Regions from separate parts of the Mus musculus genome. Here all the other regions are linked to region 1. The links are chromatin contacts, called in public HiChIP or PLAC-seq and promoter capture Hi-C maps. All regions are on one chromosome and are shown on one strand. The core of a region is the stretch at or near the end of the contact, and the rest is flanking DNA. Distances in the headings are between cores, read along the strand shown.

The links. Promoter capture Hi-C pulls out the DNA fragments that hold promoters and counts their contacts. HiChIP or PLAC-seq counts read pairs in DNA pulled down with a chosen protein or histone mark. Capture Hi-C pulls out chosen DNA fragments and counts their contacts.
Region 2: a contact with region 1 is called in an H3K4me3 HiChIP or PLAC-seq map of pro-B cells, with 11 times the contacts expected there. The contact joins the enhancer-like site here to the promoter of Foxo1 in region 1. A contact is called at or near these places in 1 of 39 promoter capture datasets (hippocampal neurons), 11 of 484 Hi-C or Micro-C datasets (the G1E-ER4 cell line, adipose-derived mesenchymal stem cells, cerebellar granule neurons and 5 more) and 6 of 115 datasets of contacts at active chromatin or transcription factors (astrocytes, embryonic forebrain, large pre-B cells and 3 more).
Region 3: an H3K4me3 HiChIP or PLAC-seq map of embryonic limb bud shows a contact between it and region 1, with 5 times the contacts expected there. The contact joins the enhancer-like site here to the promoter of Foxo1 in region 1. A contact is called at or near these places in 4 of 39 promoter capture datasets (embryonic stem cells, frontonasal cranial neural crest, maxillary cranial neural crest and 1 more), 6 of 115 datasets of contacts at active chromatin or transcription factors (craniofacial prominence, embryonic limb bud, embryonic midbrain and 2 more) and 1 of 9 other capture datasets (embryonic stem cells).
Region 4: a contact with region 1 is called in a promoter capture Hi-C map of second pharyngeal arch cranial neural crest, with 10 times the contacts expected there. The contact joins the enhancer-like site here to the promoter of Foxo1 in region 1. A contact is called at or near these places in 2 of 39 promoter capture datasets (hippocampal neurons and second pharyngeal arch cranial neural crest), 5 of 115 datasets of contacts at active chromatin or transcription factors (astrocytes, embryonic limb bud, embryonic stem cells and 2 more) and 1 of 9 other capture datasets (embryonic stem cells).
Region 5: a contact with region 1 is called in a promoter capture Hi-C map of liver, with 2.7 times the contacts expected there. The contact joins the promoter of Noct here to the promoter of Foxo1 in region 1. A contact is called at or near these places in 1 of 115 datasets of contacts at active chromatin or transcription factors (pancreatic cancer cells) and 1 of 9 other capture datasets (liver).
Region 6: a contact with region 1 is called in a promoter capture Hi-C map of stem cell-derived epiblast-like cells, with 7 times the contacts expected there. The contact joins the enhancer-like site here to the promoter of Foxo1 in region 1. A contact is called at or near these places in 7 of 39 promoter capture datasets (the 3T3-L1 cell line, the HPC-7 cell line, frontonasal cranial neural crest and 4 more), 1 of 15 datasets of contacts at CTCF or cohesin (large pre-B cells), 3 of 484 Hi-C or Micro-C datasets (embryonic stem cells and uterus), 10 of 115 datasets of contacts at active chromatin or transcription factors (T-cell acute lymphoblastic leukemia, astrocytes, embryonic forebrain and 5 more) and 1 of 9 other capture datasets (embryonic stem cells).
Region 7: a promoter capture Hi-C map of pre-B cells shows a contact between it and region 1, with 6 times the contacts expected there. The contact joins the enhancer-like site here to the promoter of Foxo1 in region 1. A contact is called at or near these places in 7 of 39 promoter capture datasets (the 3T3-L1 cell line, the C10 cell line, embryonic stem cells and 2 more), 1 of 15 datasets of contacts at CTCF or cohesin (large pre-B cells), 5 of 115 datasets of contacts at active chromatin or transcription factors (embryonic forebrain, embryonic stem cells, large pre-B cells and 2 more) and 1 of 9 other capture datasets (embryonic stem cells).

Annotation. Positions count from the first base shown.
Region 1 is chr3:52,266,420-52,270,453 of GRCm38.p6, forward strand. It overlaps Foxo1 (forkhead box O1), which reads left to right and starts at 1,918. Exons shown (of 3, transcript NM_019739.3): 1 at 1,918-3,003. The coding sequence starts at 2,383.
Region 2 is chr3:53,512,449-53,516,482 of GRCm38.p6, forward strand. It overlaps Frem2 (Fras1 related extracellular matrix protein 2), which reads right to left. Exons shown (of 24, transcript NM_172862.3): 24 at 1,490-4,034. Among named protein-coding and RNA genes, the nearest start is that of Stoml3, 26 kb to the left of the region's middle. Within about 2 kb of position 1,838, at least 12 of the 459 cell types and tissues checked have an H3K27ac peak or open chromatin away from gene starts, as enhancers often do. A contact at or near this core is called in the G1E-ER4 cell line and pro-B cells, where this site is marked.
Region 3 is chr3:53,414,359-53,418,392 of GRCm38.p6, forward strand. It overlaps the pseudogene Gm43471. Among named protein-coding and RNA genes, the nearest start is that of Gm40048, 21 kb to the left of the region's middle. Within about 2 kb of position 1,738, at least 23 of the 459 cell types and tissues checked have an H3K27ac peak or open chromatin away from gene starts, as enhancers often do. A contact at or near this core is called in embryonic limb bud, where this site is marked.
Region 4 is chr3:53,371,409-53,375,442 of GRCm38.p6, forward strand. No RefSeq gene overlaps it. Among named protein-coding and RNA genes, the nearest start is that of Gm40048, 22 kb to the right of the region's middle. Within about 2 kb of position 1,768, at least 1 of the 459 cell types and tissues checked has an H3K27ac peak or open chromatin away from gene starts, as enhancers often do. A contact at or near this core is called in second pharyngeal arch cranial neural crest, where this site is marked.
Region 5 is chr3:51,222,067-51,226,100 of GRCm38.p6, forward strand. Noct (nocturnin) reads left to right here and starts at 2,381. Exons shown (of 3, transcript NM_009834.2): 1 at 2,381-3,221. The coding sequence starts at 3,038.
Region 6 is chr3:53,302,921-53,306,954 of GRCm38.p6, forward strand. No RefSeq gene overlaps it. Among named protein-coding and RNA genes, the nearest start is that of Gm40048, 91 kb to the right of the region's middle. Within about 2 kb of position 1,776, at least 10 of the 459 cell types and tissues checked have an H3K27ac peak or open chromatin away from gene starts, as enhancers often do.
Region 7 is chr3:53,276,450-53,280,483 of GRCm38.p6, forward strand. No RefSeq gene overlaps it. Among named protein-coding and RNA genes, the nearest start is that of Gm40048, 120 kb to the right of the region's middle. Within about 2 kb of position 1,737, at least 14 of the 459 cell types and tissues checked have an H3K27ac peak or open chromatin away from gene starts, as enhancers often do. A contact at or near this core is called in pre-B cells and pro-B cells, where this site is marked.

The DNA of each region.
Region 1 (4,034 bases), core at 668-3,167:
AATCACCTCTATGAACCGTTTAAGGTGCATCTGTTATACAAACCTTTGTATTGGGGGCATTGATTGTGCAGATTCTCTGACTCTTTTCTTTTTTGGTCTTAGCATTGAGCTTAGGGTCCCACTCTTGTTAAGCCTTGGCTGTATCACTAGCCTATACTATGACACTTATAGAAACAGTTGGGGACAGTGGCCTTAGAGAATTTGAAGATCTGGGGAAAGCTTTAGGAAAACTCCTTTAACCAAATGCTCTCATCGCAACAGTCCCTGAGAAACCGAAACAGAAATGAGGCGAAGGCCAAATTCACAGCTGGATTTCATCGCCAAGAATGGTCCTCTAGTGCTCCGCCTATTTGTAGGGTGCGGCTGTCTGACTGTGGGCCCACCTCGGCAGAGTGTGATTACAAAGGAGCACCAGAGGGTTGTTCTTTGTGGTCCTGCTTAGGCTCATCCATTTACTCGAGTCTCCCAGCGGTTGTCAAAGCCAAATTTTGTAGTCAAGGTGAAGAGACAGTTAACCAAACTGTCCTCGGCACCTCTGGTTCAGGATCGCCACTCAAAACTTTTATCAGTAGGCAGCCGTTTCAGAAAAAGGGATTATGAATAGGGGAATAGGGGCCTGGATTAGCGAGACGTTAGAGACAAAGTGGAAGGAGTAAGAAGGCTGGTTTTCTTTTGGAGTCTCATTTTACATAGAAAAACTCCACGTAAGAAAGAAGAGCGAAGTACAACCGCAACAAGACATTTGGAGCTGCGTTTTTGGACATATTTAAAGCCCTAATATGCATCTTCAATTCTAAAGCATCCTAGCCAATAAAAGAAAATGCCACCCATATTTCTTTTTTTTTAAAAAAGAAAGCAAATCAGAGGATCAAGCGAGGGAACATTTTCTTCTATTCTGTAAGGCAAAAAGAACCACTGTCTTTCTACCTTTGGCTCCGCCGGACGTGTGTTAGATACGCGGGTCTGGGAGCTCACTCTGTGAGTTTAAAGAACTGAGGGGCGGAGCTGTGCCCCAACACTTGGGGCTTATCTCCTTTTGCGACTTCAACACCTCATCGCTTCCATGCTAAATAAAAAAGAAATAAGCAAGCAGTTAAACTTAATTAGGGGTAATAAAGTGACAAAGTTGTCTCTAAGCGCTCCTCTGACTCTTTAGCCACCACACCGGTCCTCAGGAAAAAGTGAGATTCCCGTGGCAGAAAAGCGGTTCCCATAGAAGACGTCGGATCTGAGGCGCTACTGGAGCTAGGTGCTTGTGCAACAGTGTTCTCCCCGCGCCGCACCTCTCTGGGGTTCAGGATGAGTGGAGGCTGGGGGCTGGACCGAGCCGCAGAGGCTCGTCTTGCAGGTGTGCACAGGTAGGGTGGGAAGCGGTTACTCCGGAGCCGCAGAGCGACGGGTCTTCACCGAAGGATCTGCGCGCCTGGGGCGGCCAGGGCAGATGCCAGCTTAAGAAAACATTCCTCCAAAACAAACCCCACCGACTTCCCGAGAGCTGCGCGAAGACGCGTGGGCGGAGCGGGCTTGAGTGGAATCCACGAGGCGCCCCACCGCCCACGTCGCGTCCGGGAGCGCGCAGCGGCCCCGCGCCATCCCGGGAGTCAGGGTCTGGGCTCTGCCTGGAGTACTCGATTGCACTCTGTAGTAAACAAAAGTATGGTAGCCGCCTCCACGCCGGTTTGCCTCCTAGCAATCCGATCGCTGAGACGCCAGAGACTCAGAAACACTTGAGAATTACAGAAAATAATAACGGAGATTGGAAAAAAAAAAAAAAGTGTGTGAGAAAGAAAAATACCCCACCGCCCCCCACCAACCTACTGCCGCCTCCCGAGGGAAGGCAGCGCCCGCCCAGGCCCGCGTTCATTGGCTGCTTCGGCGGAGACTTCGCGCGTCCATTGGCCGCGCAGCCTGTCAGTCAGGGGCGGGGCGGCGCGCGCGCCGCCGCGGGCGGGGAGCCCGCTGCAGATCCCGTAAGACGGGAGTCTGCGGAGTCGCTTCAGTCCCCGCCGCCGCCACATTCAACAGGCAGCAGCGCCGCTGTCGCGCGGCCGCGGAGAGCTAGAGCGGCCCGCAGCGTCCGCCCGTCTGCCTTGGCGTCCGCGGCCCTTGTCAGCGGGAGCGCGGTGCCCGAGCTGCCGGGCTCCGCGGCCTGGTCGGTGCCCCGTCCTAGGCACGAACTCGGAGGCTCCTTAGACACCGGTGACCCAGCGAAGTTAAGTTCTGGGCGCGTCCGTCCGCTGCGCCCCGCCGCGCCTGACTCCGGCGTGCGTCCGCCGTCCGCGGCCCCCCAATCTCGGAGCGACACTCGGGTCGCCCGCTCCGCGCCCCCGGTGGCCGCGTCTCCCGGTACTTCTCTGCTGGTGGGGGAGGGGCGGGGGCACCATGGCCGAAGCGCCCCAGGTGGTGGAGACCGACCCGGACTTCGAGCCGCTGCCCCGGCAGCGCTCCTGTACCTGGCCGCTGCCCAGGCCGGAGTTTAACCAGTCCAACTCGACCACCTCCAGTCCGGCGCCGTCGGGCGGCGCGGCCGCCAACCCCGACGCCGCGGCGAGCCTGGCCTCGGCGTCCGCTGTCAGCACCGACTTTATGAGCAACCTGAGCCTGCTGGAGGAGAGTGAGGACTTCGCGCGGGCGCCAGGCTGCGTGGCCGTGGCGGCGGCGGCTGCGGCCAGCAGGGGCCTGTGCGGGGACTTCCAGGGCCCCGAGGCGGGCTGCGTGCACCCAGCGCCGCCACAGCCCCCACCGACCGGGCCGCTGTCGCAGCCCCCACCCGTGCCTCCCTCCGCTGCCGCCGCCGCGGGGCCACTCGCGGGACAGCCGCGCAAGACCAGCTCGTCGCGCCGCAACGCGTGGGGCAACCTGTCGTACGCCGACCTCATCACCAAGGCCATCGAGAGCTCAGCCGAGAAGAGGCTCACCCTGTCGCAGATCTACGAGTGGATGGTGAAGAGCGTGCCCTACTTCAAGGATAAGGGCGACAGCAACAGCTCGGCGGGCTGGAAGGTGAACGGCCTCTGGGCGGCCCTGGGGGGTGGGGTGGGGATGTGTTGGGGCCGGCGGAGGGTCGGCAGTGTGGGTGTTCGGGGCCCGGAAATGATGGGCGCACGGAGAGAGCGGGGCGAGAAATGGCAGGTGTGGCGGGGGCTTCCCGGAGACCCAGAGCCAAATTTGGACCAGGTGCAGGCGAGGGACTTCTAGAGAGACCCGGGCAGGGCTCGTTTGGGAACTTAAGTGAAATGGCAGAGCAGGCGTGAAAGTTAGCTTAGTTGTTGGAGCGAGGGGTTCGCTTCCAAGGTCCCTCTCCATTTGACACTCCAGACCTCCTGCGAGGGGGTCGGGCGACTCCTCCACCCACACGCGCACCCACTCTCCCGACCCTCGGCCGCCAAGGTTTCCCCGGGACCCGACCGCGGAGGTGCGGGGCGCACTGGAGACATCCCCCACCCCCACGCGCGCGCACGCAGGCGCGGGGCTCCCGCAGCTTTTGGGATAGCCAAACGCGCAGCTGGCTGAGCCGTGTGCGGGCCAGCGGTTGCAGAAAGTTGCGGAGGCCGGGGCAAATTTGGTTTTAACCAAAGTGGCCTGGGCACTGAGCAGGTGGTCGAGCGTTCCCACTCACTGGGTACGGTTTCGGACGCGCGCAAGTGGGTGGCCAAGGCTTTTAGGCTCTGGGCAATCTAAAGTTCAAGTGTGACCCTTGGCCGGGGCGGGAGCAGGCGAGGAGGGAGGGACCGGGTGTACAGGAAGCTAGAACCTTTAAAGGGCCAGTGCCTCCAGGCTGGGAGGCCACACTTTTTGCACTCAGAGAAAGGCTTCCACAGTTGGGCTGGCTTGGGGAGGTATGCATTTAATTGAAAGCCGAGAGGCTGCTGTGTGTGACCAGATTATGCGTGAGTGTTGGGGAGTGATTTACCGTAAAGCATGCAGCTACCCACGACCGGGCAAGTCTGGGAGCCCTGAAGTGAGTATTTGGTGGAAGTCTTAAGTGCTCACTTGGGGAATTACGGAAGACCTTTTTGCCTCGAAGGAGGATT
Region 2 (4,034 bases), core at 588-3,087, 1.2 Mb after region 1:
CAGTGAAAGGACTCCTTGCAATGACCATTTGCAAGCAAGGAAATGTAAACAAAAGGGTATACCATGAGACACACTCACATACTACAGCTTCCACGAGGAGATTTTTTCTTTTTCTCTGTTGGAGGTTGCAAGGATGGAGGATGGGTACGAGAGGAGGGGGAGACTGGGGAATATGCTGTTCATGAAGAACAAATAAAGGTTCTTTTTTTAAAAATGCAAACTATGATTCTGCATTTAATTCCCAGATTGTCACTTTCATAATCCTCCTCCCAGAAACAGTTGGACTCCCAGCACCCAAGTGTGAGAAAATGCTCGCTGTTTGATTTGGTCTTGAGACAGTCTCTCTATTGCTCTGGCTGACCTGAAACCCACTATGCAGACCCACCTGCCTCTGCTTCCCCAGTCCTGGCATTAAGGTTAAGGGCATGCACCATCACAGCCAGCCATATTCCTATTAAATTTTATTTTAATGTTATTTTTGAGACAGTAGCTGTCCACACAGCCTGGCTATCCTGGAACTCACAATGGAGACCTGGCTGGCCTTAAACTCATAAAGATCCCTTTGCTGCTGCTGCCTCCTGAGTGCTGAGATTGAAGGTGTGAGTCGCCATGCCTGGCTTTACATGGGTTTAAATGTTAACTTTGAAACGGCTGTGCTGGGAAAGAGTTTATAGTAAGGTGGCTGGATAGAACTTTTTGCTTCGCACAGGCGCTTCCTTGATTCTGAGCATACACAGAGTCCTTACAAATGACAGGCTGTGGGGGCAGGGAGGGGGGAGGGCAGCAGACGTCATACTAGGCTTGCTTTGAGGTTAAAAAAGAAAGAGTGGAATCTAATGATAATGTTCTAAGAAGTTTCATTGTGGGACACAGATAGATACACACATGGCCCTGTTTGCTTGTCTAGAAGAAGCTCTGTTCACCTCCCTCCAAAGACAGAGCCTTACTTGATTACCAGTTGCCTGAGGGCAGGGTGAGTGGCCTGGTTTCTAGCCGTTAGTCAGAATGGATGATCAAGAGGACAGTGCTGGTGGGGGCTGTGACTCTCCCTATGTGGGAGACTGAGGCAGGAAGACTGAAAGTTCAAGGCCAGCCAGAGCGAAAGAGCAAGTTCACAGCTAGTCTGGGCTAAACAGTATCAAGCCAAAACCTTAAGAAAGGGTTGTACTGTAGATCAGAGGTAGTGCCACCCACCGTGTATGTGTGAGTCGTAGGTACCATCCCCAGTACTGAACACTGTATTGTGTATATTTTCCTGTGAAGCCATTGCTCCAGTCCTGTTATTCATGGGTTTTAATGTTTTGTTGCTTGTATGCTTAGGAGGGCCACTGATGCTAACATTTATCTTTGCTTTTAATACCAACCAAATGTTGGTCTTTATCAGGAGGTTTGGAGGAAGTCAAGAACTAGAGTTGACTGCCTATTCTCTATGGGAAATTACTTCGAGTATTTGTTCTCAAAATATCATAATATTAAAAAAACAAAATACTGAAAACAAAGACTTACTTTATTTAAAAAACATTTTTTTTTCTTATTGAAAAGATTTTTAAAACGATTACTGTATTTTAAGCCACATATTTAGTAAATAGATACTTTTAAAATTATGAAAAAAAAATACCAGTAAGAGGAGGAAGAAGAGATGGGAGAGAGAGAAAGAATACTGACATTTCCTATTGCAGGAGGCTAGGCTTATCTTGTACTTAATATAACATCTAACTTATAGACAATAGCTTCAATAGAACAATGCACAGCCGAGTGAGATTTGGCATAGACGCATCCTGGTCACAATATATGATAATGTGCCATTCGTTGCTATATTCACTTCCTGAGCTGAAGGCCACAGGGCAGTCAGGCTTGGAAGTGCTCAACCACTAGAAACAGCAAGCCAGTTGAGAACAATTGCTCTGACTATCTTCAGAAGATGAACTGAAAGCTAAGCAGTGGAAGTTCCTATACTGTTGGCAACATGGTCATTCCCAAATTCTGAGGTAGCCAAACATGGAGCTAAGGGTCTGCTGGAGGTAAAACAAAGAAAGGATGATAATGAACCACTCCATCTGATAAGTGGACCCCTGGGCTGACAACGCTTTCTGCCCCTGTGAGTCAGTCCCCTGGGGGACACTTGTGCTATAGATAGGACTCGCTAAGCTCCCCAACAGAAGGGTGCTACAGTGTGTCTCATCTCTTGAAAGACACTGGATGGAGAGGGAAGCAGGCAACAGGCATTTCTCCTTCAGGACCAGTGCAGCTTCCCTTTCTCAGTCAAGATATGGTTGGTATTCACAGGCACCTACTGATAGACAGGCTGGCACTCACAGGCACCCACTGATAGACAGGCTGGCACTCACAGGCACCCACTACTCACTGATAGACAGGCTGGCACTCACAGGCACCCACTACCCACTGATAGACAGGCTGGCACTCACAGGCATCCACTACCCACTGATAGACAGGCTGGCACTCATAGGCACCCACTACCCACTGATAGACAGGCTGGCACTCACAGGCACCCACTCCCCACTGATAGACAGGCTGGCACTCACAGGCACCCACTGATAGACAGGCTGGCACTCACAGGTTGATACCCACTGACATACAGGAATGACCTGAGATGAAGTTTGCTTCCGAGTATCTCCATTCTACCAGGATGGTTCAGCTTGGCCAGGGTGTGGCTGAAGCGTGAGGGGCTTCATGCAGCCTTTGAGGGCTATGTGAAGGCATTCATTTTGGTATAAATGTATTCACTGGGTTTTAGGAAATGGCCATTACTCTGCTGAAGTGTTCCTGTTCTAAACAGAATTTCTAACATACTCTTCTGAAGAGGTTTTTACACAGTGAACGATCAAAGTGACAGAACACAGATAAGGTCCCAGAGGGCAACCTCATAGCACCGGCTCGCTGAACTGGGGGAGGCCAGACAGAGATGTTCTCTTCCTGGATCACTGAAGAGAATGATTGACAGCCATGGCCACCTCCAAGTCAATTTCTGGAGTGACATGTCTAGAGAGATTCCCATTATTTAGAGCAGATTTTAGCCTAATACAATTTCCTGTGGCTGATATAAGCTCCGGATGGTGTCGTGCGGCTGTTCCTCTAAGACTAATCTCATTTGCCATCACTGTTCTAGAAAACGCGCCCAAGAGGCATTCTGGTGGTCCAAAGCATGTTAATAAATATCACTCTCACCCTTCACCATTGGTAAAGCTGTTTCTCACTATGCACGGGTTCAATACTGTAAACATCTAGGCTCAGTTCTTGAGAACCTTGTCGTGTGGCGAATCTAACTCTATGGTGTCTCTTTGCCGGCACGTCTACAACTCTCTTGCTTCACACCAAGGCTGGGTTATCAGTGAGGCCGATTAACGAGAGCCTGGCTGCAAATATATCCCGAAGACGTTAGTCTCTTAAAAATCCGTTTCCAGAATTAATATATTCTTTGGTTTAAGTGAATGTTAAATAAGCAAGTGAGACAAAGGAGGTCTGAGGGGAATGAGAAGCAATTCAGATCCAAACAAATTTTCCTTTTTTTCTAGTCATTCCTTCTATGTTTTCCCATCAGTAAGAGGTGATTCGTGGGTTGAACTAGCCCTGGTCATGACTTCATGTTGTCTTCACGGATTAGACAACTTGTCATTTCCGTGTGTTTGTCACGCTTCGGGCCTACCAATTCAAACAGTTCAGTTATACAAAGAATAAACAAATGATAACAGCACCTTCAAATTTCACACTAACAAAACAGAGTGATAGCTATCTCCTCTCAGACTTCCCAGAGAGTCCTTGAGCACCTTTGAGCACCTCGGAGCTGGTTCATCTTACCCGCTGCCTAATACAAGAAGCACCTCCCCTGCCCGCCCACCAAGGCTCTAAGCATCCTGGATGCCTTCTGGGCAGCAGGAAAGATGTGGCCTGAATTTGTCCTTTGATGCATGCATGGCGCAATAGAGTTCAAATCAAATCAAAATCTTTTAATACAGTCAGGGGCTCTTAGCACCTTTGTCACGGAAAGCTCTCAGTTCTCTGCTGCTGCTCCCAAG
Region 3 (4,034 bases), core at 488-2,987, 1.1 Mb after region 1:
TGTGTGTGTCTGTCTGTGTGTGTGTATACATATACATATATATATATATGATTGCATTTTTCTAAATGGTTTTGGATTTTATTTTAGTTGCAACACGATCTTACATGTCTGCTCGCGATGCCACTGTGCAGCAGAAGATGGTCATTTCACCTCTACCTCCCGGGTGCTGAAGTTTTCTCCGTGGGCCACCTCCCCATATTTATGCCGTTCTGGGATTGAACCCATAGCTTAGAGCTTGCCTGATGAATGCTCTGCCAGCTGAGCTGCATGGCTTGTGCTACCTGAGGGTTCTTAAAGCTGTGACTCACTCTGTCATAGTATATGTGGAAACAGGGAGTGTGGCTTGGTGGGAGAACACATGTGCTTCGCACACCCTAGGTTCAATCCCCATCATTCCTCCCTCCAGATTTAATTACACATGATAAAGTAAATGAAGAACTTTACATTTTTCTGTGAGTTGATAAAGAGGGGGGAATGTTACCTTATTAGCAGCCAATTAGGAGGAAGTAATTAAAAGTGTGACATAACAATATTGTGTTCTCAATCTATAGACAGGGCAGGTTCTGCTTGGGAGCGAATAGACTTTCCAGTGGTGGGATTCTTCAGTTCCCTTGCAGGTTCCTGATTTCGTTTGTCACAGACTGATCTTGGCCCAGTTACTGGCATGTGCTGAATACTTCAAATGCACAATCAACACAAAACAATAACTTGTAGAGAAATATTATGTATGTTTTCAGAGAGGTTCCCAATATAGACATTAGTAGCTGATTCTGATGAGATCCATGAGCCAATCCACCTTTGAGCATCATTTACCTAAGTATCTCTCAAAGATCCTACATTGAATCCCTTGACATGAAGGTTAGGAATTCATCACTGGGGTTGGGGTGGCTCAGTCCAGTATAGATCGGAGGATATATATATTCATGAATACTATGTCAATGCATTTATGCACCTCCTTTGGATTTAAAAGATCACTATAGGCATGCCACTGATATAAAATAACTGTAACACGCATTTCCTAAAGACTGAATTGGTCGGCTGTATGTATTGCAGATGTGCCTTTTGGTCAAGAGGTTTGAGTGGACTCACTGCACACAGCACAGGAGTCTATTTAGCACTAACTTTACAAAGTGACAGTGCCTGTTTACACCCAAACAGCACTGTGCAAGCTCTAGTTGGATATTAATCTTCAAAGTCAAAGTCCTATGGCTTCCTTCAGCCAGAAGAAAATGCCTAGATTCCCAACTTGCTTAATGTATTTTTCGTTTTTAAATTTTTCATGGGTGAAAGGACTGTCATCATTAGAGACAGTACTGTTCAAGGCATGTGTTTAAGGTTTGTTAAATCACTAGTAAACTACAGCCTCTTGTCTCGCAGCTTTAAGATGGCTTTCACAAAATCCAACCCAGACCTTCTGTCTGTGCAGCTTTCTCTACCCTCCCAGCGAGCAGGGCTACCATGCATTTAGACATTCACTTTCCCCAGCTCAGGCCCCCATGTGTATTTGGCCAAAAGTGTGCCTTATCTCTTCCAAGTCAGTATTGGTTTGCATGCAGGAATTGCATGTAATGAAATTGCCAGTCCCACCTTTTGCAATGAATTTATTCTTTTATTTTTACAACCACCTTGTGTCTGGATTGCTTTGCTTTAGAGAACAAATGACTAAGGACTTGACTTCATAAACCCTAAGCTTGTTACTCCTCTAACTCGCCCTGGGGAGCGGGCTAATGGAAGGAATGTGTAAGGGAAGCAGAGTGACAAGCAATCTTTATTGTTCAGTGGAATGCAGTGCAATATGCTCTTGGGAGGCTCTTGGGATTTGAATATCAGAAGGACTGCTGGCAGCTTGGGTTTGCTTATGCAGCCCTGTTTAGGAATGCTCATATGGCATGCGATTGTCCTGTGCCTACAACTGACAGTGCCATCTGTTCCTTGCTTACTGAGCAGTGAGATTTAGTCTGTCATCTCCAAATGACCACAAATGCACTTTAGCTCTCGCGGGCACACACACACACACAACCCTTACCCCAACCTAAACAGAAGGCACTTGCTTGGCTTTCCACCTCAAGCTTTAGTCTCAGCAGGAAGCTCAGATGAGTCAAGCATCAACTTGAGTCAGGTGGAGGCCCTCCTGCCTGGTAGAGAACTGTGAGGTCCATGAGACTCGGAAATCAAAACTCATCACATTCGGAGACAGGCAGCATAGAAGATGCATTACGATGACAGATAGCAAAAGTCAAAAAGGAAAGTAATCTCTCTGGGAGGAAAGGATCTGGAAGGCTGTCAATAGATAAGTCAGACTCAGGCAATGTAACCAGCAGTAGATGGGTGACAGACCAACTTCATGTAGACAAAAATTATTGGGCTGGAGAAGTGGCTCAGCGGGTAAGAGCACTGACTGCTCTTCTGAAGGTCCTGAGTTCAAATTCCAGCAACCACACGGTGGCTCACAACCACCTGTAATGAGATCTGATGCCCTCTTCCGGTGTGTCTGAAGACAGCTACAGTGTACTTATATATAACAATAAATAAATCTTTAAAACAAAAACAAGAAAACAAAAAAGAAAGTTATTTATGTTTATGTGTATAGGTACCTTAACTCAAGGTATTTATGCATACCATATCTGTGCAGTACCCACAGAGGCTGGAAGAGGGCATATGATGCCCTGGGACTGGCATTAGGTATAACTGTGGACCACCAAGTGGGTCTGGGAACTGTGTCTGTATCCTCTGCAAGAGCAGCCACTGCTCTTAACAGCTGAGCTGTCTCTCCAGCCTTTAGAATCAGATTCTAAGGAATAACAAGCACTGGCGTGTAAACTGTGGCTGTGTAACTGTCACTTGAAAACAGTTATTTCTTTTATAAGCTTCATCTCCCTCATCTTCAGCGGAGCTCAGAGACCCACAGACACAGCTGTGCCGACATCAGAAATGGAGACATTGAACAGTGACTAATGAGCCATGAGTGTAGACAACATATGCCCGGAAGTTTCTGTTATTGCTTTATATATAATATATAAAAGGATCATTGAACAATTGACTAAAGACAGGATAAAAGAATTTAATTTTTATTCCTGTCTTTTCACAGAAAAAAAAAGTTCCCAAATCATGGAAGGCCCCTTAGATGTGGGGGTGTTAGTGTGTGTAAGGAAGGTGGAAACCAAGGCCATTTCAACAAGATATTTGTATAGTTCATCTAAAGAAAAAAATAATAAAGACCTCCAATTACACAACAGAAAGTGCTGGATAAAACACAGCAAACATTCTGTCACACGTGCTAACTGAGCTTGTAAAACAGTGCAAAGCAATTCCTATGGGGCTAAAATGAAGTGGAAAACCTTTGAGGTAAGCTTGTAAAAACAGAGCCTACATTTGGAGGAAGCAGGAAGATCTGGGTTAATTTAAATAATCTAAAGACTTGTATTATATAGCCAGAGGAGAGAAGACCTTGGGTACCCCGGCACAGCAGGACATTTCGATGGGAGCAGAGTCCTGTAAATATACAGTACTTACGAAGGAAACACGAGGCACATGGAACGCAGCATCCTGGCTGGCTTCATCTTAGCCAACAGAGCGTGACTAACATAGGGACAGAGGCAGCTCTCTGCATGCAGTTTCAAGCCTGGCACCAAACAACCACACACCTAAAACACGGGAAGAACACAAACTTCCTACACTGAGCACTTGCATATGTCTTTTTCTTGTCACACATCTCTCAATAGTACAGATGACAACTGTCATAAAAGTGTGTGCGTGAGAGAGAGAGAGAGAGAGAGACTTGAAGAGTGTGAAGGGATGTTTGCAGATCAACTTCTGCCACTGACATTTTATGTAAGTAACACAAGGAACCAGAATTTGGTATCTACAATGGCTCCTGAAACCAGTTCCACTCAGATACCAAATTCTGACATCTACAGAGACATCACTTGCCCAGATAGGAGGCCTGAAGAACATATTACTTCTGACAGTTCTTCCCACTCATACATAACTTTTGAGATAGATGGATGGACAGACAGACAGACAGACAGACATAC
Region 4 (4,034 bases), core at 518-3,017, 1.1 Mb after region 1:
TCTACAATATGTTCATTCTCCATTTTCTCTCTCTCCTTCCACCTTTCTCTTGGTCTCAGGTTTAGAAACTGGGATGCAAACTTGAGCATCCTATCACTTCCTCTAGTCTCCTCACCAGTACAGCCTCTACAAGCAGAAGGCATCCTCCCTCTCTCCCTTCTTCCCTTCCTCCCTCCCTCCTTTCTTTCCTTCTTTCTCTTCCCCTCTTCAACTTCCTCCTCCCCTTCCTTCCCCACTTCCTCCTCCTCTCTCCTCCACCATTTCTCCCTATCTCTCCTCATTGCCTTTTGTAATTTATGCCAGTCTTTTTATCCAAGTAGAGCCCTAAATGTCTATTTAGTTAAAAAATACGTTTCCTGAAAGAGTTCATTATTGCCCTAGACTGACAAAGAAGTTAGAGAGTTAATTTAACAGGCTTAAAGTAATCATCTCACAATTCTCAAGCCACTGTAACAAATGGGGCTATCAACTACAAGCACTGACTTGAAAGTTGTGTTTTTAAGGTTTGAAGCTCCTAAAAGTCTGAAAGACACAGTCTGTTACCTCCAAGGGGCACTCGACTGCCCACCCACCCCAGTTAACCCACACCAGCTTTGCCAGCCTGCTACCTCCAGGGGGCGCTCGACTGCCCATCACACCCCAGTCAACCCAAACCAGCTTTGCATTCCGTAGCCTACTGTCAGCTTCCACTTTTATTTGTTTAATGGAGCTGCTAGCTCCTTCTCCCTGCTGTTGGCAGAGTAGCTGTTGGCAGAGCAGCCGCCTAGTTGGCATGGCCCCCCCGGAGCGCTCTTTGATTTGTCTCCCAATGGTCTTTTGAACTTTCCAGAACTGACAGATCCAAGGTATTTTTTTCCCCAAAATCTGTGTTCCAAATCCAGTTTGGAACTTAGTAAGTATTGGCTTTGTCTTCTTGACAGTAAAAACAAGAAGAAGAAAAAAGGGAGAAATAGAAAAAAAAAAATCTTTAAGTATGCACATTTATTTGCCACATTACCCCTCAGAGGAAAACCGCAAGTGAAGACAGATTTACAAACCCGTTTCTAAAACCAAACATGCTCACACCACTTTCTAAGAGGATTTTTTTTTTAAGATTTATTTATTTATTATATGTAAGTACACTGTAGCTGTCTTCAGACACTCCAGAAGAGGGAGTCAGATCTTGTTATAGATGGTTGTGAGCCACCATGTGATTGCTGGGATTTGAACTCCAGACCTTTGGAAGAGCAGTTGGGTGCTCTTACCCACTGAGCCATCTCACCAGCCTTGAAAGGATGTTTTTAAAAGAAAAGATTTGGTTGTGGTGGTTTTGTTATTATGCTCTTTTCTTTTCTTCTTTCTTTCTTTCTTTTTTTTTTTTTTGTTTGTTTGTTGTTGTTTTTAAGTGATGGTCTCAGATCCAAGAAATGATCTTAGTTCAAAGATATTCTGCTGTGTGACATTTTTTTTCAGTCTATTGCCTTGTCCCACTGTAGAAATTTCACACGCATGTATGCTTTGGAGAAAACCACCCAGCGTTGATGGAGCGGTTCAATTTTCCTCTCCCTTGACACTCTGTGTCCCCCCTCACCTCACAGTTCACAGGGAGACTTTATAATTAGACAGCTTCGATGGGCACATGACATATAATAGCTCACACTGAAACCTGGCCATGTGCCAGGTACTTTACATAAAGAACCCTAGGGGGAGGGGTGGGCAGTTGTTGTTATTTCTGTGTTGGAGAAAGTTAATGGTGGGTCGCTGGGTCACTTGTCCAAGGTTAGCCAGCCGGGAGAGTACCAGATTGCTCTGTTGTAATAGCCCCACAATGGCTCCAGAGCTGTCCTGCTTCTGAGCATTTAGCGTCAGTCAAAAAGTGTTTTCTACTGCAACTTCAGGCTAAATCTCTCTTAGTGTAATAAGTAACAGTAGCTGGCACTGGTTCACAAAAGGGGTCGAAGCTGCATTATAGGCTGGCCAAGGAGTTTTCACGTTCACTAGAAGTTTTTGGAAGGAACTCTGTGCATTGGGATGAGGTACTAGAACAGACTGTGGCCCAGAAGAGAAGCCTTCCCCTTCCTCGTAGCTCTATCAACCCCTACCCTCCATCAGGCTAAGACTGTCAAGTTCTCCACAGGCATGAAGAGACAGCTATGCAGCAATCGCCCGTCCTTCCTCACGGAGGGTGGTAACTGCATGGAAGAGAAACACAACCGAGACCGCACATGGTAGATGGCAAAATTTAACTAAACATTAAGAAATACAAGGAAGCCCTTTGCATCCCGTGGACGCACTGGCTAAAGTAGAGACAATTTAGAGCTCAGAAAATCAGAGACCCAGGAGAAAGGAGAGGTTAGTTAGAGGAAGAATGCTTAGGAAAGAACAAGAGGGTGGGGAGGGTGCCTGGAAGATTTCACCTGCAGGAGACACTGGGAAAAGTCTAGACAAGGAATAGTTCAATTGTACTTTAAAAATGATACATAGTGTGTACATACGTGGATGTACACATGCACACATGTACATGTCATGTGCATACACACACATACACAAATACATCCATGTACATATATACAACACATACACACATGCACACACACATACGCGCGCACATGTGCTTGTTCACAGTGCCCACATAGGCAGACACTCACATGTGTACACATGCACATACACGCATGCACACACATGTGTGAGCCTACATATACAAATAAACACTCATGAACAGGCAGGCAGGCACTGACACACACACACAAACCACAATAACAGAATATCTTATAACTATTAGATCAGTGCCCACAAAAATACCCACAGCCTCCTCTCTAATGCATACAGTCACCTGCCTTTTTCCAACCCCTTTTGTGAAGGCTCATCGTGGTAGGAAGGCATCTAAGAAGCTGATGCCAAACAGGACAGCTGATAATATCCTAAAATACAGAGTGTTCCACATGGCCACAGTCACTTGTCCTCCACAACACCAACTTTCTGTTGTGTAGTTGACATTCTTTTAAAACCTAGAATTGCTGCCTGAGATGAATCTCACTAGTACTGCAGGGTTTTTTTGTATGCTTAAGTCCGAGGTTCAACCTCGGCACACACACACACACACACACACACACACACACACACACACGAAAGGAACTAGAAGTTACAAACCTAATGCTGAAACTTCTATTCAAAGAGTGAGTTAACTCATGTGGGAATTTAGAAATAACTGAAGCAAACAATCCACAATCTCTGACCACCTTCGAAGATCAGAGACGAGTTTGTGTCTTCCCTTAGCGGATTTCCCTCTCTGCTCATTCATTATTCTGCGTTTTGATGGTTGTGTTATTCCTCTTTGCAATTACATCACCATGGTCATCCTTCAAACACACTTTTCCGTTTTCCAATGTTTTATACACAGGTGCCCTGTAGGTTTCTTCTGGAATTACTTTTATTTAATATTGCATTTTTAAAAGCAATAGACAGTAATAGCTGCTGTCGCACACTGTATCCCACTGGTGAACAGTATTCTGTGAAATAAATACAAGGAAATGTGATTGTCTTTATTAGGGTGAATAGTTGGGTATTTCTGGTTTGTCATCACAAGCAGTATTATTATACACTTACTAGGTCTTACCTTGTAGTCAAGAATTCCTTTGTTTAGAACTTTTAAAAGCTTCACTAACCAACACCACACACTATTTTCTTACAAAAAAATTTCCCGAAGATTTAAATTTCTCCTAATAAGAAATTGCACCTAGTTTTTTTTTTAAATCTCTGTTTTCTTGATTATTGTGACATGGAGCAAATACCTGAAACCATGGTTTGGAATATTTACCTTACATGTCGATCAGTGTCTTGGTAGGTAGTCAGTTGAAAATTGGAGACAATATGAGGTTTTCATGAAAATGTCATGATCCTATGGTGTGGTAAACACCATATCTGGCAAAACTATAACCTGCCACGTGATGAGAAGCAGCTCATGTGCCCTCTAGGTACATGTGGTTGGGTAAAGGCCTAGCAAATATGAGTGTATCTCCTGGTTACTGACTACGTTCAGCAGGTACAGATACGAA
Region 5 (4,034 bases), core at 1,131-3,630, 1.0 Mb before region 1:
ACTGCAAAAAGAACCTCCTCTCAGCAAAGCTGACGGCAGCAGTAACGGGCAGGAACATTGCTATTTAGAAGGTAATTAGAAAGGCACATCATGTCCACTTATCAAAACAATGGAAGTAGCTTACCTACTGGACTCTACTTCAGGCTTTGGAACAGGTTCACAATAGCAGAAATGAATTCCCTCCTATCGGGCAGGCCTCGATGCCAATCAGAAAACGGTTGGCTACCCCTGTAACAGTCCTGACACGTTGTACCAAGAGGTTGTTGTCTGGTCAGTTGATGTTGCACATAGGGTCCACAGCAAAGGCTGTTGGTGACAAAGCTCCCCACTCCCCACCCCACCCCCACTCGCCCCTGCTCCAGCAGCCTATAGAATACCTTGTGTGCGCTAACTGGGAGGAACCTTCCAGTCCGGTTCCAGCTGGATCCCTCCATGTTCTGTGACTAACACATATGTCGACACTTCAGGGTCTTATCATTTATTTCTGGTAGGCAGCCAATAGCAGTGGCAATTGCCTGTAGTGTTTTAATGGCTTCAGGAGCTACTATATGTACAGTAGCCCATAGCTGGCACTGGGCGCTCTAATAGCCTATGGCTTGGGTGGGGAACAGCTTTATCTACCCAGGAAACTTCCACTCAAGCTACTTTTTTTAAAGATTTATTTATTATTATATCTAAGTACACTGTAGCTGTCTTCAGACACACCAGTAAAGGGCATCAGATCTCATTACGGATGGTTGTGAGCCACCATGTGGTTGCTGGGATTTGAACTCAGGACCTTCGGAAGAGCAGTCGGTGCTCTTAACCACTGAGCCATCTCTCCAGCCCTCAAACTACTTTTAAACTTGTTAATTAATTCGCTCATGGAGTATCTAATTTCCTTAAGGCTGTCTCATTCATTACAAGTTCTGGTTGACCCTCTCTGCTCCCTCTGCTGTGCTTTCTTGGCTACTGACAAACTGCTTACAGGAGTAAGAAAGGGAAGGGGGGGGAGAAAATGTGGTGTGTGGTGGGGGTTGGGGGAGGGAGGGAGTCAGCATCCATAGATCCATTACCTAAACTGTAAACCAACTGCTGTATTTTGTTCTATCTGCAAAGCACTTGCTACCTTCTTATGACCCTTTGCCTTGCCTAATGACTCATGGGCGATTGATTGCTGTACAGATAAGAAAACTGAGCCTCAGACGCTAATAATGACCAGCTAAGGAGTTCCTGGCCCCGATGCTGTCATCGGCTTGTCAGCTGATTCATCCGTATCCTGTGGGTGTTAGATGTTTTAGGCCAGGTCTGGAAAGCATTTTGAATCCTTGGTGACGATACTCATTCAAAGTTTCTTTTCCATTCCCGGTTAGGGTTAGTCACTCCTTACACAACCTACCTGAGGTATTTCTTCAACTCATTCTCTCCTGCTTCCCTCTCCGCCTCCCCCCACCCCTTCCCTCTCCATACCCCCTTAGGTGAGAATGTGAGTCTTGGGCCTCTCAAGTGCTGTGTAAGTGCTCCACCACTGAGCAACATCTCCAGCATTTTCCTGGAACATATGGCATCCGATTAAAACACAGCTCTGACCATATCCTAGCATCCCTGCAACAGAGCTGACAAAAATAAGGGTTTTCTCAAGAGAATGTGGGTGTGTGCATCTGACTCTCAGACTATTGAAACAATGGACCCCCCAAGAAATGGGAATTTCCTTCAGGAAACTCCTGCTGGGAAAAGGAAAAGGCCTTTGCTTGAGGGGGAATTCTTTCAGGAAGCGGGAATTCACACAGTTCTATCTAGTCAGATCGCTTTGACCCGGACTGCTGAGATGTGCATACCCCTGGCCTTCTATTTGAACTTTAATCTCATTTTGGGATCCCAGAGAGAGGTTAACTCTTCGTCCTTCTACCCCATGTGGGCATATTAAGTACATCTCCTTTTTTCAGTTTTGTTCGTTTGTATTCTTGTTGTTGTTTTGAGGGTTTTGTTTGTTTGGTGTTTTTCTGTTTCTTTGTTTTTATTTTGAGACAGAGCTTCACTGTGTAGCTCTGGCCGGCCGGATCTCTCCAGACCATGTTGAAGATCCGGGCCCCTGCCCCAGTGCTGAGATTAAAGGCGGTCGCCCTCACCGCCGCACCTGCTTTCCACTTTCAATTTGGCTTTTTCAGTGGTTTATTGGATGGATAATGCTTTAAATTCGGTAACAGTCCAAATTACGTCTGGCCCATCCCAAGCAGTTGTTTTGGGTTGGGGGGGGTTGTTTTGTTTTGTTTCCCCCCCCCCTCCCCAATTCCCTTAGCCTTCATTTTCCATAACTACAGTGCTGTCTCCCAGGTGTGACTTCCAGCCCTCCAATCAGGGCCCAGCTAGCTCCAAGGCCAATTCCACCAGACCTTCTGGCAGGACTGACGCTCAACGCCCTGCAGTCCGTTTCCGCCTCTCGTGCCTGAGGGGCGGATGCTTGTCGCAGCCGCCACACAAGTAGCCAGCGCGTCCTGGTGCCTAATCTCCTTCAGCACCGCGGAGCGTGGAGCCCACAGCTCGGGGAGGACGTTCTCCCAGACACGCGCTCGCACACACTCAGCGCTGGCACCAACCCGGGATTCCCAGCCTGTGGACGCTCCCATTGCAGCCGGCGGGAGGGGACAGAGGCTCCCGGAACGCCTCTCTAACGAATCCCCGCGGTGTCAGCCAGCCCCCAGCCTCCGCCCCGTGGGAGATCTACAGTCGCTGTCACTGATCCAGACGGTCCATTCTCGGCCGGAGCTGTCCGGGTCTGACTGCGCCCTGGTCGTGCGCGCGGATCCCCCCCTCTGCAGCCACCGCGTGGTAGCGCCCGCTCCGCCGCCGCTCGCCGGTTGCTCCCCGGCGCTAGCTCCCTCGCCTCAGTGAGCCGCCGCTGCTGCCGCCGCCGCGTCTGCCTCCCGGCACAGCTCGCCCGGTCGGCGCCGAGGGACGAGGAGGAAGGAACACCCCGCAGCGCAGCGGTCCCGCGCCACCCCCACCCCACCGTCGCCCGCCCAGCTCGGCCCGGCTCGTCAGCGCGGCGGCGCCCGGCATGTATCAGAGCCCGCGGCGGCTCTGCTCGGCCCTGCTGCTCAGGGACGCCCCCGGCCTGCGCCGCACACTCGTGCCCGGCCCGCGCCGAACGCTCGCCCCGCCGGTGCTCGGATCTCGGCCCAAGTCCCCGCAACTGCAGGCGGCGGCGGCCTCGGGCGCCGCGAGGTCGCGTCCCCGAACAGGTGAGCGGGAGCGCGGAATGAATGGGCGCCGCGGGCTGGTCCCCTGCGTTCACCCCGGCGTCGCGTCGGGAGGGAGGGAACGCCGCTCAGGGGGCCTCGCTTTCCGCGTTCGTGTCTGATCCCCCTGAATCCCCGGTGGCCACAGTGACCCCAGTCGCTAACGTTTTGCTTTACCCCTCACCCCCACCCCCCGATGCAGGGCGGTAACGCTTTGGTTGCAGACGGCTTGTGGACATCCTCATGAAGGGGAAAAAATATCTAAAAATGGCATGATCTTGGGTTTGCAGGGCCTACAGGCTCTGAATCTTCTCAAAGCCCTGGTAGTAATAGCACATGTTAACTCGTTACGCTCATTAATTTATTTATGTTTTGGAAGGGGGGGAGTCTTCCACTTCGTCTTAAATCCCTGGTAAATCAACCTTTCATGAAGTCAGTTCTGTACATCATCTTGTGTTTTTTAAGTGTCTCCTTTCTGCCTAAAAGCAGATTGCGACGGTCACAAACTACATATAAATCAAGTATGGCTTTTAAATGAGTAGTTTCTCCCTCAAATCTAGCAATTACTTAATGTAGGCGCTCCTTCAGAACCAGCAATTATTCCATAGTACTTTTCTAGAAAGTGTAATTTGGTTGTTACCTCAAATTAGGTTATTGCCGTCTAACATTCGGATGCAGTAACCATCCTTATTTTACTAGAGTACATTTTGAGAGAGTATTGGTTGAATTTAAGGACAGAGTGTACATTAGAACGTATAGGTTCCCTGTGGTTGTCTTTTGTTGCCTTTTTTTCCCCCCAAGACATGGCCATGGCTG
Region 6 (4,034 bases), core at 526-3,025, 1.0 Mb after region 1:
TCTCATAGGCAGGACACATTTTGGGTCAAAAGTTTTGTGGGTGGGTTGGTGTTCTTATCCTTCCACTAGAAGTCCTGCCTGGCTTCAGGAGGTGGCTGTTTTAGACCCCATATCCCCCACTGCTAGGAGTATCAGCTAGAGTCACTCCCAGAGACTCCCTGGAGCATCCCAGATCTCTGGTAGATCTTAGAGATGCCGTCCCTGCTTCCACTTCCCAGTCCTCGGCTGATTTTCATTCTCTCACCCATGCTCTCCTTCCTTATCCCCCTCCCCATCCACTTTCTCACCCAGTTCTTTCCCTCCATCTGCCTCCAATGTCTATTTTACTTTCGCTTCAGATTCAAGTAACCTCCCTTTTGCCCTCCTTGTTATTTGGCATCTTTGAGTCAGAGACGGAGGGAATGGCTAACCAATGACTGGCCCAAATTGAGAGCCATCCCATGGGCAAGAACGAATCCCTGACATATATTTGTATATATACATATAATTATGGCCTGATGCCCATGCTCAGAATAGCTGTAGCCATTTTGGTCCATGCCTGCCCGCTATTTTGTATGTTGCTGTAGCATGCCTGCCAGCCATTAACACAAAGAAGTGACATGGCTTAGAGCAAGAACATCCTGACCACACACCCTGTTTTGTCTGTATGAAGTTTGATAATCTAAGAAGCTCTATGAAGCTTTACATGAGACCTATCAAATCAAAGGTCAATATGAATTCTTATTCTAAAATATCTTGAGTCAGAGCTGACCGCCAGACAGCCCTTCCTGCACCTACATACGGGCTCACTGTGTTTTTTAGGACTGACACTCTGGCTACTAATAAGCCAAAAAGTATACTACTCCACGTTCTGTTATCTCAGTGTTCTGAAATTCCCACTCACCACCCATCCACTACTTCTGACCCCTTTCCTTACTCAGGACCACAGCTTACAGGTTAGCTGATAATACTTTGCCTAGTGAGCCAACTGCTCCTTCCTTGCTTGCCCCTTAAATTTTCAAACCTATAAAAGTTTTTTCCTATAAAAAGTCTATCCTGGGAGCACACTAGTACCTCAATTAGGCTTCCGAGTCCTGTCTGCGGTCCTGAACGTTCAGTACTAAGGTGTGTGCTCAATAAACTATTCTTGTTTAACTGAGGTCAGTGTTTGTATGGTTCAAGTGGCAATTTCTGAACCCACATGTGTGTGTGTGTGTGTGTGTGTGTGTGTGTGTTCATGCCCCTGACTTTACCCACCCACCACAATGAATGACCTAAAAGTTCCCTTTGAATCCCTTTTCATCATTCAACACATATTTCTTCCCTTGCAGGTTCACGCCACACATAGTTTTATAGCATTATTTCTATATATTTATCTGAGTCATTGCTTACAGTTGTGAGTCACTTGAGGACCAAGATAACAAATGGGCAGATTTAGCAACCATTGGGTAACCAGCTCTAAAAGAAAGCAACTAGAATGCTTCCAGCCTGTGCATCTCCAGCATGTCCATCCAGTGGGCCTTATGTCAAACAGCTTTTTGAGTTCCAGAATTATTTATCTATCACTTTCTGTTTTGCTGGTCTAGCAATTCTTTCGCAGAGAAAATGCAGATAATTTTATTTGGCATTTCAAATTAACACATTCTAGCTTGGCAATCACCATTTATTTTTCCTGAAGATTGCCTCACAAGCCATTCTTTCTAAGACATTAATTTCAGAATTTTCCCCAGTGCTGGTGTCAAGGGGAAAATAATGTTACGTGCCTCCTTTGAAAAAATCAAAACCATATGTGGTCATGTGCTTCAGCATGCCCACATCACTCTTCAAAAACCATTGACAGCATGGGTCTTTAAAAAAAGTAATCTCATTATAATGTGTCACGATTCTCCCAGACCACACAATTTTTGTGCATCTTACTCTTCAATTCTACTTCATTTCCTTCTGAAGACTGTGAGGCTGCTGCCCACAGATCAAATCAAAAGAAGGAGCTAAGAACACTTATTATAAAACACAAACACATGGGGTCAAAGTATTAATCCAGCCATAGTAAGATGCTATCTTTAACCTTATAGATCTGTAATCATATTAGATGTAAACTGCTTTAAAGAGACAAAGACAGCTGTGCTGATTAAAAAAAAACAAAACCCAATTATTGTCTGCTTATAATCTGACAGTTAAAATGTAAGAATAGGGAAATATTGACCACAGTACACAATTTAATTGGAAAAAATATAGTGTATTAATATCAAAGATAGTAGTGTTTATGGAGAAGTCCTTCCCAGCTATAAAGAAAAATATTTTATGATAATCAAATCACATGTAACTTCAAAATACACAAAACAAAAATTGAAAAAATATAGCAAATGTTACAATAAGACATTTTTGACACAACTGTTTCTCACAAAAAAAAAAGTCCCTGATGAAATTTTAGTAAGAATATACAAGACCCAATTACAAGACCTGTCAAATGGATTTGCAGGAAGTAGTAGATCAATAATTCCCCAATAAGCATTCTTTTTAGACACACACACACATTTACAAAAAGATATGATTAAGCCATAAAGTTAATCACACCAAAGTAAACAGTCTTAGTAACAGAGTGTTCTGCGTTCTTTAACTACACTACAATTAAAGACAACTTGGAATCCAGTGAGATAAAGCTATGTTTGAAATTTGAAGACATTTAATTCTAATAACCCATGGGTCAAGGAAGAGTCATTTTTATAAAAGACTTTTAAGTGAACTGTAAAGAAAGGGGACTTATCAGCTCTTCAGGGATGGAATCACTGCCATGCTTAATTTACAATCTAAATGCACAGATTAAAACAAAAGTAAACACTGGCCATCAGCTTCCTGAGCACACACAGAAGTAGAGAAGTAGAGAGGTCCTCAACAGATGGTTCAACAGTTAAGAGCACTGGCTGCTCTTCTACAAGACCCAGGTTCTATTCCCAGCACCTCCATGTTAACTAACAATCAGTCCCAGGGAATCTGACTCCCTCTTCTGGCCTCTGAAAATACTGCACACATATGTCCTGCATGACCACTGTGAAAGGGACAGCTGACACAGTTTCCAGCCCTGGAGCAGAACTAGCAGGGTGTGGGCCTCCAGGAGTGTAGATGGGTGCTAGGCATAAAGCTTATTTGTATAATAATGTACCTATTATCATGTTCCTCCTTTGAGGAATGCTCTCCGTGCCAACATCAATCACTCCACAATAATTAGAAACAGCAAGAGCCCAGGAGGCAAGATTGTTTCTGGTGTTCCTTAACAAAATGGTAAATGCTGTGACCTTCAGGACAGCCCTTAAAGGCTGTGGGAAAGAATTCTGAAAGCATGAGTGCAAGAATATAAAATTTCTCAACTATGCAGAATATAAGAATGCAATATGAATTGTATGAGGGGCTTAACGGACCTAAAAAAGAACAGAGGCAGCTGCACTAAGAGTCCAGCTAGTCAGAAAGATATTAAGGAGGGAAATAAAGAAATTTAGGGAGTGGTAACCACAGGGTGAAATCTCACCCAGCTAAATTTATTTGTGCTTACAAAGGCAGGCAAATTCCTGAGTTCAAAGTCAGCCTGGGAGAGGTAGTTTAGGCCCAGGAGTGGTAAGAATGGTGATCCCAGAGCCAGATCCCATACAGCTAGCTTATTGTCTGTGTTTACAAAGGCAGGCAGATCTCTGAATTCATTTGCTATGTTAAAAAATGTCCTTGGTGTCTTTTTCTAAGAATTAAGGGGCTAAAGTCACAAGATGCTGATGCATACGATAATCAAAAGAAAACCTGGGGTGGACAATCAACAGGTATGTGAATAAAAGACTGGGCTTTGGTGCAAGAGATGAGCTTTTAGAATTTTTTTCTAGCAAGAGAGCTTATCATACAGAGAGCCATCTGGAGAGCTAGCTCAAGCAGGTAACAGAGCTGTCAGTTTGTATCCACAATTGACCTCAAGTTGTTTCTTTCACCAGTGCCAAGCTGGTGGGGACATAGTGACATGGTTCCTGTCCCTGGGACAGGGCCCCAGTATACCAAGTGTCTGTCGATGGCTGCTC
Region 7 (4,034 bases), core at 487-2,986, 1.0 Mb after region 1:
ATTTATTTATTTATTTATTTATTTACTTAGTTACCTATTTACTTATTTATTTTTCCTTCCTTCCTCTCTCTCGCCCTCCCTCCCTCTCTTCCTTCCTCACATAGAACAATAAACAACCTTATTACTTGAGCTATGAACCATAGCTTATTTGTGTCTTCCTCAGATAGATCTCCAGTTCCTTGTGTTTTAGCATACAGTCATCATCTGCGCCATGACACTGGCCTGGCCTTCAGGTGACACAGACAAGAAGCCTGCCCTTCTGGAACTTCTCTCCCAGCAGACTGCTGATCCTGACAATCTGTTCCTTTTATCATATTTCTTTTGAATTTTTTGATCTTTTTGGTTGTTTGTTTGTTTGTTTAAGATCTCTTCCTCCTCAGGTGTCAGCTTGGCCCCTTGCTTGCAGCCCAGGGTCAGTGCATAGTGTGACTGGTACCACTGTCAGTACTGTGTGCCATCAGTAAGCACAATGCAATTGTTCACCAGGGTCTTGGTGCAGACCGGCTCGTTATGGGGTGCATGGTAGACAATATTAATAATCTTTGCTTTGTAAGTAAAACACGCATAGCCCTAGGAAAAGTTCCCCAAGTTCCATCTCAGGGCACAGTACTCCTTCTTGCTTTCTGGAACTCAGACTGCATGTATATCCTGAGGGACAGGCCATCCCAGCTCATACTTTCCATTCCTGTGATAGGGCTTTCTCTTACCTTAGTCATGTGGCACTTCTGCCGGCTGCCCTGAGAGATGCCCAGTGCTAGGTGTTGGCTGGAAAGAGTAGTTATATTTTTCAATTTGTTCCTTGTCACAAAACTAGGAACTCTGAGAGAACAAACTATCTGATTTGTTTTTACTGTGGTACCCTTAAGCACAGCACTGTGGATAACAAATATCAGAACCAACAACATTTTCTGGTTAAATTTGTTTTTTGCTTCAAAAATTCTCAGCCAGACTTTTATGCCTGGCTTCCTTGATTTGTCTGATTGTTACAATTCAGATTCTCAGTGGCATAATCCTGTAGATGACATTGAAGGAACAACCCCAGCTATGAAGACTGGGTCATGAATCCATCGCAAGGGCCACTCACAAATAAACTACATTTAGATCATAAAGAGGAAGGAAAAGAAAGAAAGTAACTCCTCCTTGGAACTAAGTCATTCATTGGCAACAGTTCATGGATGTCTGAAAGGTAGACCTTCTTTGATTCTGTGGTGTAGCTGTGTGAGAGAGACCTGTACAATTGACAGAGTAATTGGATTTTGAATCACTTAAAAGCTCCGACCTCTGTCTTGTCCCTCCCACTTCTAAGCCATTTATTTTCTTTGATAGTTCCTGATTATTTCGTGTCCTCTTTTTTTAAATGTATTTTGAGATCTTTGTTTCTATTTCAGAGCACCATAATTTGCACCTGCAAATGAGGAGATAACATGGTGAGAGAGTTCACTGATTTGAGATTAAAATCCCAGGTCTCCCCTCACAATCTGTTAACAAGGAGAGATTACTCATCTGCTCTCAGTCTTGACTGCTTTGTTTGTAAAACTGTAGCAATCCTATTTGTTATATATAACAGTGAAGTAAATGAAATAAAATATGTAGAAAGGTCTCAACACAAAGTGTGGCACTTACTAAAGGCTAAGTGGTTTTTATAATAATGATTTTCTTTTCTTCTGTATCCACTGGTGCATAAAGCCTTTCTGGAAGTCTAAGAAACTACTTCCTGCCCAGTGACCCATGATGCCTGTCTCAACAGATGTCAACTGATAGACAGTTCTCCATGGTACACAGGGTTAGAGCTGAGTTCTTCCCGCCCTCAGTGCTATCCGTTACTGCAATATCACATGTGCAAGTGTGCAAGTGTACAAGTTTGCAAATGTGCAAGTGTGATACACCTCAGCCTACATTTCCAAGCTTTCTTCAAACCACACTCTTCCTGTCCTGCAAACAGCCACCACTTGGCAATTCAAGACTAAAGATAGGCTGCCCTTTTGCTGATCTGACAGCGATATGAACCTTTAGAATGTCCAACAGGGACTTTTATGTTCCCAGGAACGTGGTTAGAGAAACATGGTATAACTGGATACCTTGGAATTCTACCCCTACCCCGTGTGTGTGTGGGTACAGCTGGAAGAGACTGGAGCAAGGGGATCCAAAAGCAGAGTTCAGGCTAGAGCTTAATTTATCTGGGGTCGGTAATGCTTGGTCTCTCTAGGCAGCCAGAGTCCCTTCTGTCTGATACTCTTAGCAATGCCAGTGTTCCTGGGCATAGGGGCTGGCCTCTCCCACCAAGGCCTTGGAAGCGACCAGGAAACCTCATAGCTTCTGCTGAGCATGTCAGAGCTGTTCCAGCATTAACTGATGCAGACTTCCTGTGGTGCCCATTCCTCAAATGTCCACTAGACCCTTCTCATAACTCCTCCCCTTTGATAACATCTCTTTCCCTTAACATTTGCTAGGTGGACACTTAAATAACATGAAGATCAAGTCAAGCATGGGGGACCAGAGAAGAATCTCGGGATTAACAGAAGGAGAAGAGATCCGCTGTAGTCCAGTACCCTTGGATTAAACCCTGAAGATCAGCACCCTCCTCCTTCCCTCAGGATACAGTCTGTGGTCCCTCTGCTTTAAAATCTGCGGCTCTATTCACAGTAGTTGCTCACCTTTTATTGCTGAAAAGCTTGGCCTATGACTACACAAGACTAGGGATGAAGTGGTACCTTGTTGAGAGGATTTTTTTTTTTAAAGAAATAATTCGGCAAGAAAAATAGCCATGAGCATAATTCAATAAGCAAACTCGCGGTGAGGATGAAGCACATGCAGAAGGTCATAAAACTTCCCAGCAAAGGAAATCAATGTCTTTAAGTATGATTTGTCATTTGGAATTTGGAGTCTAAGCCACAGTGCCTTCCCTGGGGTACGAGCATTTAGTGCTAGACAAAGAAGATTAGCTTTCTTTCCTACAGAGCAGAAAGAAGTATGCTTTTCTGGTGAGCCCAGCAAGGAGGTCCCTGGGGATGGCCTCGCTAATTAGATAGTTCAGTTGGACTGGTGCAGTACTCATATAGAAGTATACATAAGGGGCTAGAGAGATGGCTCAGAGGTTAAGAGTTGTGGCTGCTTTTCCAGAGATCCTGAGTTCAATTCCCAGCACCTTATAGGTGGTAGCTTACAACCATCTATAAGATCTGGTTCCCTCTTCTGGTGTGCAGGCATACACGCAGGGAGAAAACTGTATAAATAATAAATAAATATTTCCTAAGTATACATAAAAAGAAACTGCCAGGTTATTCTTCCCTGAAACAAACTAACAAAATCCCATAGTTGACTGACATTGCAATAAGTGGGCTACAACATCAAATTAAATAGAGAGAAACCCAAAGGGATTCCACTAAAAGCAGGGACAAGACAAGTTTGTCCATTTTCTCTGTATCTATTGAATATAGTTCTTGAAATCTTAGATAGGGCAATAAGACAACTCAGGAGGATAAATATTGAAAAAAAGGAACTCAAAGTATCATTATTTGCAGGTGATATGGTAGTATATAAGTAACCCTAAAATACCATTAGAGAACTCCAATAGCTAATAAACACTTTGAGCAAAGTAGCTGGATACAAAATTAACTTTAAAAAAAAAATCAATAGTCCTTCTATATACAAATGACAAACAGACTGAAAAAGAAATCAGGAAAAGAGCACCTTTCACAATAGCCTCAAATAGTATAAAATATCTTGTGGTAACTCTAACCAAGCAAGTAAAAGACTTATATGATAAACACTTCAAATCTTTGAAGAAAGAAATTCAAGAACGTACCAGAAAATGAAAGATTTCCCATGCTCATGGATCAACAGGCTCAACAGTAAAAATGGCCATCCTACCAGACAGAAGCAATCTACAGAGTCAGTGCAATCCTCATCAGGATTTCAACACAAGGTTTTACGGACCTTGTCATGATAAATCTCAACTTCACATGGAAAAACAAAAAGCCCAGGAGAACTAAAACAATCCTGAACAATAAAGGAACAGCTGGAGGTCTTGCCAT